Linked DNA regions of Sus scrofa: all the other regions are linked to region 1. The links are chromatin contacts, called in public Hi-C and HiChIP or PLAC-seq maps. All regions are on one chromosome and are shown on one strand. Each heading gives the region's core, a stretch centred on a gene start, on an enhancer-like site or on the middle of the called end of the contact. The rest is flanking DNA. Distances are from core to core; before and after follow the strand shown. Region 1 holds the start of MIEF1 (mitochondrial dynamics protein MID51). Region 2 holds the start of SUN2 (SUN domain-containing protein 2). Region 3 holds the start of CBX6 (chromobox protein homolog 6). Region 4 holds the start of CBX7 (chromobox protein homolog 7).

Evidence for each region. Hi-C and Micro-C count contacts between places; a contact is called where the count stands out from the background. HiChIP or PLAC-seq counts read pairs in DNA pulled down with a chosen protein or histone mark.
Region 2: a contact with region 1 is called in an H3K27ac HiChIP or PLAC-seq map of alveolar macrophages. The contact joins the promoter of SUN2 here to the promoter of MIEF1 in region 1. A contact is called at or near these places in 1 of 5 promoter capture datasets (liver) and 1 of 2 datasets of contacts at active chromatin or transcription factors (alveolar macrophages).
Region 3: a Hi-C map of epiblast stem cells shows a contact between it and region 1, with 4 times the contacts expected there. The contact joins the promoter of CBX6 here to the promoter of MIEF1 in region 1. A contact is called at or near these places in 3 of 5 promoter capture datasets (fetal liver, fetal skeletal muscle and liver), 1 of 47 Hi-C or Micro-C datasets (epiblast stem cells) and 2 of 2 datasets of contacts at active chromatin or transcription factors (alveolar macrophages and skeletal muscle).
Region 4: a contact with region 1 is called in an H3K27ac HiChIP or PLAC-seq map of alveolar macrophages, with 8 times the contacts expected there. The contact joins the promoter of CBX7 here to the promoter of MIEF1 in region 1. A contact is called at or near these places in 3 of 5 promoter capture datasets (fetal liver, liver and skeletal muscle), 21 of 47 Hi-C or Micro-C datasets (alveolar macrophages, blood, embryonic fibroblasts and 13 more) and 2 of 2 datasets of contacts at active chromatin or transcription factors (alveolar macrophages and skeletal muscle).

The regions. Positions count from the first base shown.
Region 1 is chr5:8,760,804-8,763,361 of Sscrofa11.1, reverse strand. It overlaps MIEF1 (mitochondrial dynamics protein MID51), which reads left to right and starts at 1,275. Exons shown (of 6, transcript XM_001929366.6): 1 at 1,275-1,466.
Region 2 is chr5:9,271,844-9,274,401 of Sscrofa11.1, reverse strand. It overlaps SUN2 (SUN domain-containing protein 2), which reads right to left and starts at 1,266. Exons shown (of 18, transcript XM_013988192.2): 1 at 909-1,266.
Region 3 is chr5:9,179,281-9,181,838 of Sscrofa11.1, reverse strand. CBX6 (chromobox protein homolog 6) reads right to left here and starts at 1,280. Exons shown (of 5, transcript XM_021091475.1): 1 at 1,070-1,280; 2 at 848-891; 3 at 615-680; 4 at 406-472. The coding sequence starts at 1,138.
Region 4 is chr5:9,069,037-9,071,594 of Sscrofa11.1, reverse strand. It overlaps CBX7 (chromobox protein homolog 7), which reads right to left and starts at 1,283. Exons shown (of 6, transcript XM_013997510.2): 1 at 992-1,283. The coding sequence starts at 1,060.

The sequences.
Region 1 (2,558 bases), core at 26-2,525:
CCAAATCTTCTGGTGGCTCCAGCCTCAGCATAGTCTCCCCTCCCCTGCCCCGAAAAGGACCTGCAGTCCTGCGTCTTCCCCAGTTCTTGCTCACTCACTCTACTCCCCTGGCACTGGTCCCCTCTCTTCTGCTCCTAGGACAGCTGAGCCTAAGGGCCCACCTGAGGGCCAACACCTGGAATGCTCCTCCCTCAGGTCCTACTCCAGGTTCCCTTATCAGACAGGCCTTCTGGCAACACTCCACATAAAAAGGCAACTCCTTTCCCTTCATCCTCTCATCCAGTAAGTTTCTCAAGTTTCTCCCGGTTCTTATCACCTCCTCTGACATCAGCCTCCACCAGAATCTGAGGACTTGATGTATTCTCTGCAGTGCCAGTGGCAGTGCTTGCAAAACAAGGATTTATGCAAGAATGAATGGAAGGGTGGGCAATTGTCCTGCCAGATGCCTTTTAATCCACACAAAAGCTGGGAGGGGTTAGGAAACTTGCCAGAGGGCAGGCAGCTGTCCTTAAGTGGTGGAACTGGGACTGGAACTGGAGCTGTCTGGGCTTGATTCCAAAGCCTGCCTGTTCCCCTCCCCTCCTAGACTATCCTTCCTCAGCCGGACACTGAACTAGGCTCTGGGGGGAAGGGGGTTTAGGGATTCCGTAAGGACATGGCTCCTGCCCTTAAATCTGGTGAGACAGAAACTAAAAAAACAGTGCCTAGCAAATAACAGGCGCCAATAACACGTTTTGTTAACTTAAGGAGTGAAGCCCTAGGTGGTCAGCAGACATTTCCGTGGAGCCCAAAGGAGACATTAATGTTGGATGAGAAAGGGGGCGGGAAAAGACTTCAACAGGGGACAGTTGAGGTGGTCCTTGAAAGGTAGGTCTTTGCCAGGGGAGCGGGAACGGCATGGAGGGTTGAAAAGAAGGCAATCTGAGAAAATGGAAGAGCTGTGAAAGCCACGATAGGGAATACTGTTAGTGTTAAAAGTCCCCCAGGAGCCCTCATGGTTCCAGCTCGAGATGGGCAGACAGTGCTGGGGCCTGGCCAGACCCCCCGGACAGACCACGGTGCTGGCAGCAGGGTGGGTGACTACCCCGCCCAGCTGCCTCCCCCAGCTTTCCCTGGCTCTGTTCCGCGGGACGACGACGCCTGGGACCGCCGCGTAGGCGAGGCCCTCAGCAGGCCGGACCCTCTGTGTTGTCACGTACGGAGGCGGGACTCAAGCTTGTGGGCGGAGCCGAGCTAGGGGGCGTGGCCCGACGTGGCTCTGGCCCCGCCCCGAGAGAGGCCTAGGCGGGGGAAACCGGAAGTCCTCCCGCCTCCCCCTGCCTCCAGGCTCTCTTCGATCCCTCCCCTCAGCTCCGTGCGCAAGGTCGTGTCCCGGAAGTGAAGGGGCCATGTTGGCGGGTGACCCCAGGAGAGGTACCGGGCGAGAGGCGAGACTCGAGGAGTGGTAGCGCGCGCGCGGCCCGCAGGTAAGTGAGGGGAGGAGTGAGGGCCAGGGCTGGGGGCTCGCCGCCTTTCCTCTCAGGGCCGCGGCCGGTGCTCCCTATCCGGCCCTGGCTACCGACCTGGCCGCCGGGGGTCTGGCCCTAGCCTGCCGGGCTTTCCCCCTGAGGCCTCTCGTTGGCCCCGCCCCAGCCTCCGGAGCCCTCCCGGGGGGGCCTGAGCCGGCCTGCCCCAGCCTCGGGGTCTTCCCTCTTCGGCTCGGTGCGAAGGCGGGGTCGGGGAAGAAACTGGGGACCCGCCGGGGCCCAGCCGCCCACTCGCCGCTCGACCTTGTAGTAACAGCTCTGGCGTGACAGTCGCTTCCTACTTCATAAAGCACTTTTCCTGTTGATTTCTGGACTTATCTCCTGCTGCGGGAGACCCTTAAGGGGGGCTGAGGGGTGCTCTTCTGCAGTTGAGGAAAAAGGGACGGGGATGGCTGCTAGCACTAGGCCGGAGGCTGATGGCTAGCTGGTTTGGGGCCCAAAGTCCAGACGTTTTTACCAAATGTTTCCCCCACTCCTTCTCGTTTCTGTATTTCAGAAACAAGGGTCATCATCATTTTTTTCCACAGAAGGACGTTTTGAGGGTTCCCTCTTTAGTATGTGCCAGGCCCTGTGCTGGGAAAGTTTGTAGAACACCTAGAAGTGCTGTGCACTTGGTAAGCTCCTAGCCAATGGTAGTAGCTGTCATTACAGAGGCAGGCAGAATTGGGGACACGCGTGCACCCCCTCTTTACAGCTGTGTGCCTGTGGGCAAGTTACTTCCCTCTGGGAGCATCAGTTTTCTCTACTTAAAATGGGGATACCGATGACACTGGTGGTGTGTTAGAACGGGATGAGTTGTCACGTGGGACCTGCTTAGCCCTCGCATGATATCTAGTAAACAGTAAGTGTTAAAGCTTGACGTGAACCCGGACCAGTTTGTAAGTTCCTCAACTTACATGTGATAAGGGATGACAAAGCACTTTACAAATGATAACCCCCTGCTGTTGTGTAAGGACTGACTGTGACAGTTTATGTGTAGCTCCATTGAATACAGATGAGAGTAGGTAACCCTAATAATAGCTGTCCCTGATA
Region 2 (2,558 bases), core at 17-2,516, 510 kb before region 1:
CTAGGAGCTCAATATTTTGCATAACAGAACGGACACCCCCTCCACACATGATCAGTTAAGAAACCCTCACATAAAACATCCCTCTTCACTTCTGAGCTGAACCACATCCTTTTCTCAGCGCCGCCTTTCCTTGGCCCCATCGCAAACTCATACCGCAGTATCCATCCAGTCTTCAGGCTTAACCTAGATCTTGGGCATCCTCCGCGGGACGTTTTCACACTCGTGGGACCTGTAAAACGCTCCAGGTGCTAACTCCCTTCTCCCTTCCTTCCCTACTGGCTGACCCTGCGGAGGTTTGTTTTTCGGGTTTTTTTTAACCAAGCGCGCGCCTGCCCTGCCTCTCTGCTCTAAGTCACACTCCCGCCCCCTTTTTGTTTGGTTTTTTTTTTTTTTTTTTTTTTTTTTTTTAAGAACTAAGCAAAATGGGCCTTCCTCCTATTCCCAGAGTTCTGACAGGCGGCGGCAGAAGCAGAGAACTGCTGGTCCCTGGAAACTGCCTGACTAGCAAGAAAACGCAGGCACTGCCCTGGGCCGGTTTGGGGCAGCCTCCTCCCGGGGAGGTGCCGCCCGGGGGAGTCCCGCCTGGAAGACGTCCGCCCTCCGGACTGACCAGTGGGGCGGCCAGTCTCGGGGGCGGGGGCCGGGCGGCGGAGATGAGTCAGAGCAGCCTTGGCACAGCGCTGGCCCTTCCCGACCGGCCCAGGGGCGTGCGCCGGGCGGGGCTGGAGCCTGGCCCAGCTTGGCCTGGAGAGGAAGAACCAGGCCTGGGCAGCTCGGCACTGGCCGGCGCGGTCCGATGATGACCCCGGGGTCAGGCCGGGCCCGGGCCGCGCGAGGAGGCGGCCGAGGCTGGCCTACCGCCCTCGCCCCGCGCGTCCGCCCGCCAGAGGCCCACGGCCGGCTGTTACCTGCTGCCGCCGCTGCTCGGTGCACAGCCGGGGGCGTCCGAGGCCCGCCGCGCCTCCCGGGCGCGCCCCCTTACTGCGTTGGGATCCGGGGAGCGGCGGTCGGCGCCCGAGCCCGGGGCGCGCGGTGAGGAGCCTCGGGGCGGGACGAGGTGAGCGAACGGACAATGCGGCCCGCGCAGAACCGCGCTGCGCGAGTGGGACCCGGCGGCGCGCGCGTGGCCGAGTGTGTATATGTGCGCCTGTCGGTCAACGCTGACAGTCCGCAGCTCATTGGCCAGGCCCCTCTCGCGTCACCGCCCATTGCCGACGCCCATTGGGCGGTTTGAACACAAAGGCCCCGGCTCGCCCCGCCCGTCGCGTGGGCCCCGCGGGCGGGGCGCGGCCAAACAGGAGTCCGCGCATGGGAGGCGCGGCCCGGGGGCAGCACCTGGCAGCTGGCGATATCCCGCCTGACCGCGCACTTGACTCCGGGTCTGGTGACTCCAAACACCTGAGCCCTCTCCTAACACCGCGTGGTGCGCCTCACCCCACCCAGCTTGCCTCAGGCCGACTTAACAGAGCCCGGGTGCCAGGACCTCAAAGGCATTAAGTGGTTGGGGGCACACCCTTGCTGAAAATGGCTCGAGAAAGGGGGGAGCAGGGGAGATTGACGACCCCTGGCCTAGGGCCCACCTGGAAGGGTAGCGCGTAGCGAGCCCTTAGGGGACCCGCAAACAATTGTTGGAGGCACGTGCGTAATTATTCTTAGATATTTCTACACGTTTTTTGCAGATCAGGAAACAGGTTTATAGGGTTTTTAAATGATTCGTTTAAAGGCACACAGTTGAAAGAGGCAAATTTGAGATTAGAGGATTCTCTCTATATCCAAGCCCATGGGTTTTGTTGGTTTTTTTGTTGTTTATTTTTTTTCCATTTTAGAGTTGATTTGGAAAATCCAGATTTGGGAGGAGGCTCTGCCACTTCTCATTCTGCCCTCAGAGACCCCCAAATTTCACACAGAAGCTTTTCTCCATATTAAGGAAGATTCTTGCCACAGTTGGTGCTGAGAAGGAAAGCTGGCTCCCTTTTCCTCTGCCTTAATCTGCAGGTAGAATAAGCACTTGACAGACCCTGACAGAATCAAGTGCTGCCCAACTCCAAGGGTCCTGTGCGTGGGCTCCCCACTGGCCCACTCTGCTGATGGCAGAAAGTGCCTGGCTAGGGAGGAGTCACTTCCTGGGCAAGCTCCTCTAAGGGACGCTGCGACAGTGCCATTATTTCACTTTTAAAGCACCAAGAGGAAGAGGCTAGAAATGACAAAATCACTGAGCTGTGACAGGAAGGCACTGGGGGTGGGGACTGAGGAAATGTGAAGCCCTTGTGCTAAACTGACTCCAGACAGAAACAACCCCCCCCACTCCGCCAGCCTCCATTGCCCCACCCGGAAAAGAGGGGCCTCCCCTGCACTTACAGCTAATTGTAGCCAACAGTGCTTGCTTCTGGGCTTAGATGTGGCTCTCCCCAAGGGCAAGAGCTGGCTCCCCAGGACCCTTCACAGGGCTTTCCTCATCGGAGTATCTGCTGAACGTGGCATGAGCGAAATAGTTCAAATCAGACTTAGAGTCAGCATCCAGGTAGGGGAGGGGCCTCCTCTTGACACCTTCTCCTCCC
Region 3 (2,558 bases), core at 31-2,530, 420 kb before region 1:
GAGCACATTCACTCTCGCTGGGTTCTAATTCCTACCGGCTCAAGGCTGGGGGACATGAGGGCTCTCACGTGCAGAAGCGACCTCCTTGCCGCTCCCTCAGGTGGACAGTCCCCACCTGCCTCATCCACCTGCTTCCTGCGGGCCTCCCCAGACCCTGGTCTTGTCAGCGAGGAAGATTCCCCCCCCGCGCCCCCCATTCCCGGGCCCCTCTGCTGAAGCTGGAGCTGGCCAGGGCCTGCTGCCAGGGGCTTGTCGGGGGCTCATAACCACCCCCTGCCCAGCCGGGGCCCCTCTGGAAAGGCCCGCCCAAGCGGGCGGCCGCGGATCTGTCCCGCCCTTGCAGGCCCCGTGTTGCGCCCGGGCTAGGGGGCCCGTGAGGGGGCTGCTGGGGCTGGGCCAGGTTACCTTCAGGAGGAAAGTTTTGGGTTTGGGTCCCCTCTTCTTGGGCCCATACAGCTCACGCTCCCTCTCCCTGCGGCCGAGAAACGCCAGAGGTTAAAAAGAGCCCCCTCCCGGGCCCCACTCCGCGCTGCCCTCCCCGGCTCTCCCGCTTCCCCGCGCGGCGCCCCAGCCGAGTCTCGGCCCCGCCGCCCCTGCCAGCTTCCTAAACTCACTTCTGCTCGAAGGCTGCAATGAGCCGCGAGTCCAGGATGTTCTCCTCGGGCTCCCAAGTGCTGTACCTGCCGTGTTACACATGCACAAAATAAAAAGAAAACCAGAGAGGCTGAGGCACATGCCAGGGAGCAGATGAGCGCACCCCCCCGCCAAGGAAGGAAAAAAAAAAAAAAAAAGGCCCCAGTGTCCGTTGCCTTCCTTCCCCCTCGCCCCTGGATCCGGTGACACTCACTTGATGGCCCACCCCTTCCATTTCACCAGGTACTCGATGCGTCCCTGAAAAACAGAGAAGAAAAAAGGGGGGAGTGGGGTGGGGAGGATGCAGGGACGCGAGGAGGCGGCGGCGCGGGGGTGGGCGAGAGAGCCCGGGCTAGCGGGACCGCTTCGCCCCGTTGGCCCGCAAAACGGGACACCGGCTGCAGGGCTAGGTGTCCCACCCAGGGAGGCAGCTCACCTTTCGGATCCGCCGTTTGATGATGGATTCGGCCGCGAAGACCCGCTCGCCCACTGCAGACAGCTCCATCTTGCTCAGCGGCACCCACAGCCCATAATACTCCCTGCTCCCGCGGCCGGTGCTACACCGCTCGCGCACGCGCCGCAGCGCATAGGCCCGGCGGGCGGGCGCGCGGCGGGGCGCGCACTCGCGTTCCAGCTGCGGGCCGTCACGTGACCCTCCGGACTGGCGCGCCGTTGCCAGGACCTCCTCCTCCCCCGGGGCGGTTGCTAGGGAAAGTGAGCGCACGCGGGGCGGGGGCGCGCACTGGTTCTTAAAGGGGCCTTGCCTGGCTAGGGGAGCCGGGGCCCAGAGCCCCGGAGATGCTTGCCCTGTAAGAAGCCGGGTCCCGCGCAGTGCAGTCTTACAAACACTTTCTCATTCTCCTCTCCATCTTCCGGACCCTCTGTAGCTGACAATTTCTCCCTCCTTTAAACCCTCCCTTGCAAATCTCTCCTGGCTCGGAGGGGGAAGGGCGGTGGAATCTCTGCTGCTGCTGCTCATCCTCCCAGCAGAAGTTTGCAAACAGTTAAATATGATACAGCAGAAATGCATTTGCTGTTGCTTTGCCAGGCCCTGCGGGAATTTCTTTAAAACACTGCCCCCCAACCCCTTATCCATTATTTATGTATTCGTGGGAGTGTGGTTTTGTAACCAGTTCAGATGAATTAAAACAAAAACGCCACCGCAGGAAGCGGGGGAGGTGGTGAATTGAGGCCAAGGGAGGCCGGGGTGATCGTATACATCTGTTTTTCGGCCGGGGTCTTGGGCGCGGCACCTGCCTTCACCCAGGAGGTCCGGGTGAAGACGCAACGGTGAAGATGTGGCGGTGGGGAGGATGGGGGTGGGGAGCGAGGCCGTGGGAGGACAACGGGCTCCCCACATACCAGATTGGGCCCGAATCAGGTCATCCTTGGGTCATTCGGCAGAAGCCGCTCTCTCGGCCTCCTCCGTATGCTTTCTGATTCCCAGGCCCCCTGACCGCGTCACCCTCCTGCCGCCTGCAGTTCGTCTGCTGGTTCCGCCATTGCTCGCCGGAGACCAGAGCCCAGCTTCCTATTTGGGAGAGGGTGCCGGGAGACCTGGGTTGTCCTGGAATGGACGCAGAGTAGCCCTGCCACACATAACGCTCCGTTTCTTTTATTTTGAATTATTTCAACTTTATTTTATGGGGTCACACCAACAGTCCTGTTCTTTGTAAATTTCTTGAAAGTACAACAAAAAGCAGCTATCTATAATCTCCATCAAATCATTAACCTCTTCAAGAATCTTCTTCCAGCCTCCGTCGTGTGCCTATATAAACACACGTATATATGCACATATCTACATTGTGTGTATATCTATGGTATAGACATATTACTTAAATTCTTTCTCATTAGCACAGTGGGATCATAACAGTCACACTAGATGGAATCCACTTTTCTCCCTTAATGGCATGAAATGAACTCTT
Region 4 (2,558 bases), core at 34-2,533, 310 kb before region 1:
GAGCTCCTGGCTCTACTTTTATCTCTAACTTGCTGTGTGACCTTGACCAGGCTACTTCCCCAGCCCGGGCCTCAGTCTGTGCCTTGGTCAAATACAAGGAGATGAACTCTTTAAGACCTCTTCCTATCCTGCCGCTAGAATTTCCCAAGGGGCTGCGGAGAGGAGATAAGGCAAAAGGATGGTGGTGCGTGCTGGGGACAGGAACTTTCCTCAAACACTTCGTCCCCAGCCTCCAGTCTGGGGCCGGATCACTTTGCAAACGTGTGCACGGCCAAAGTCCAGCCCTGAGGCACAGGGACCAAACCCAGCGGAAGAGATGCCTCCTTAAATTGCAGGGTGTATGTTTTGGAGGCGAAGGCGAAGGGGGAGGAGCTTCGTGGATGCCCCAGCGCTGTAGGCAGCTTCTCGGAGCCCGGCTGGCCTGGCCGGGCGGGGCTGCGAGTTGGGGAGGGGAAGACGGGGGCGTGCACTGGCAGAGGGGAGAGACTCGGAGGTGAGGGTGTGGAAGGAATCGGAAAAGGTCGAAGTCCAGCAGTTAGACTTCAGAGACTAAGAGACGGCTTTTTCCAAAGCTCCGCCTCCAACTTCAAAGGACTTGGCACCAAGAGTCCAGAGTCCTGAGTTCGAGACCCCGATCTGCGTCGAACACACTAGGCAAGCCGTTTCTTCATTTGGGCCTCAGTTTCCCTATATTTAGAATGAGGGGAGGATGAGAAAGGATGACATTCAGGATCCCTACGGTCTGATCCTAATTTCTAGCTCTGGCGAGCTTATCTGCCCCCAGCATCCTGGGGTGACAACTTTTATACTACTAGCCCTACAAGGTAGCGGGGGAAACTGAGGCACGGGTTGGGGATGGGAGCCCGGCAGTGCGGAGCTGCCTGGGCACCCCTGCCCCACTTTCGCCGTCGCCTCCAGCTTGAAGGTGACAGTGCTGAGGACAAGAGGGGACCCCACAGGGGTCCTGGGAGCCGCCCCCGGGCAGCCTCACCTTCCGCACGCGCTTCTTCCGGATGCTCTCTACGGCGAACACCTGCTCGCCGATGGCTGACAGCTCCATGTGGGGCGGCGGGCGAGCGGGCCCGGGGCCTGGCCGGGCCGGGCCGGGGGCGGAGCTGCGGGGCCGCGTCTGCGGCGCGCGATGCTCGGGCCAGCGGGGACCCCGTCACCCTCGCCCGGGCGCGCACGCGCACGCGCACGCGCGCACACCCCCTCGCGCTCCCTCACGCCGCCGACGTTCCATTTTTGAACCTGCGCAACGTTTTCCTCGGCGCGCGCGAGCGAGCGAGCGAGCGCGCGGGGCGGGGGCGGGGGCGGGGCGGGGGCTCGGCTCGCGCTGGGCAGGTCACGCCCCTCCCTCCCTCCCTCCTTCCTGGCTCCGCCCCGCCCCGCCCCCACTGGAGCTCCGCCCCGCCCGACCTGCGGGCTCCGCGCCGCTCGCTGGAGCTGCGGGCTCGCGGGACTTATTTGGTGCAGTCGCTGCTCGGCTCCGAGCTCTTACTACCCGGACGCATTTCCTAAAATCCTCCCGGTGACTCTGAGGGGCCGGAAACGGCATGGCCCGGGTTGGGCAGATGAGGACACCGGCAGAGCGGGGAGACCATGTGCCCCACCTCGCACAAACGACAGGCGGGGTCGCGAAACGGACCCTTGGGGGGCAGGAGGGCGGGGACGGCCAAGGTTTCCCAATGCGTTGGGGCTTCTCCGCACGGTGGTCTTTCTAGATACCGGCTCCTGAGCGGCGTGATTTGGCCAGTCCTGAGCGGGCGCCCGCTTGTCCATTCTTCTGTCGGTCAGCGGGTCTGCCGGTGCTTGTGCTGAGGCTTCGGGATCCCACGCGGCGGCTACTTCGAGGCAATACTTGGCGACGGGTGCAGCCGCGACAGATCTAAGGTGCACAGTGGGACGGAATTTGGTGCCACGCAGCCACGAGTCCCCAGTCACATGCTTTTGGCTTTTGGCACATAAGTAGGTGTTCGACTGTTTCTGGAATGAATGCATCGGGAGGTCCCGAACGAACCGTTTATCCTCACCTCCCCTCTGTTTCCGCTACGGCGCCACCGTTCATCCTAGCTCGGAACCCTAGTCATCCTTGCCTCTCTGATTCCCAACTCCTGCTGCAATGACCCCAAGTCCCGCCTCTCTGATCTCCTCCCCTCCACACCCCATGTCCGTTCTCTGGGCAACCTTCTCACTGCCCACCCCTCCGAGCCGCCCGTGTCCACACAGTGCCAGAGGGTGCTTTCTGAAGTGCAGATCTGACGGAGTGCTCCGAGTGCTTAGAAACCTTCCGTGGCCCCCCTGTTGCCCTCTGTCTGGAAAAAACGCCTCTGTCTGGAAACAAAGAAATAGGTTTACACTGACTTTTTATCAGGAGCAGCGGAAGCCAGTGGGAAGGTGGTAGAATGATATATTCAGAGCCCTGACAGAAAATAAGCATCATCGTCGAAATTCAGTGAAATTTTATTTCAAAATTTAAGCACCCAGTGAAAACATCTTTCTAGAACAAAGTGTAATCATAACATTCATAGATACGAAAACCAAGACCTTGCCACCAG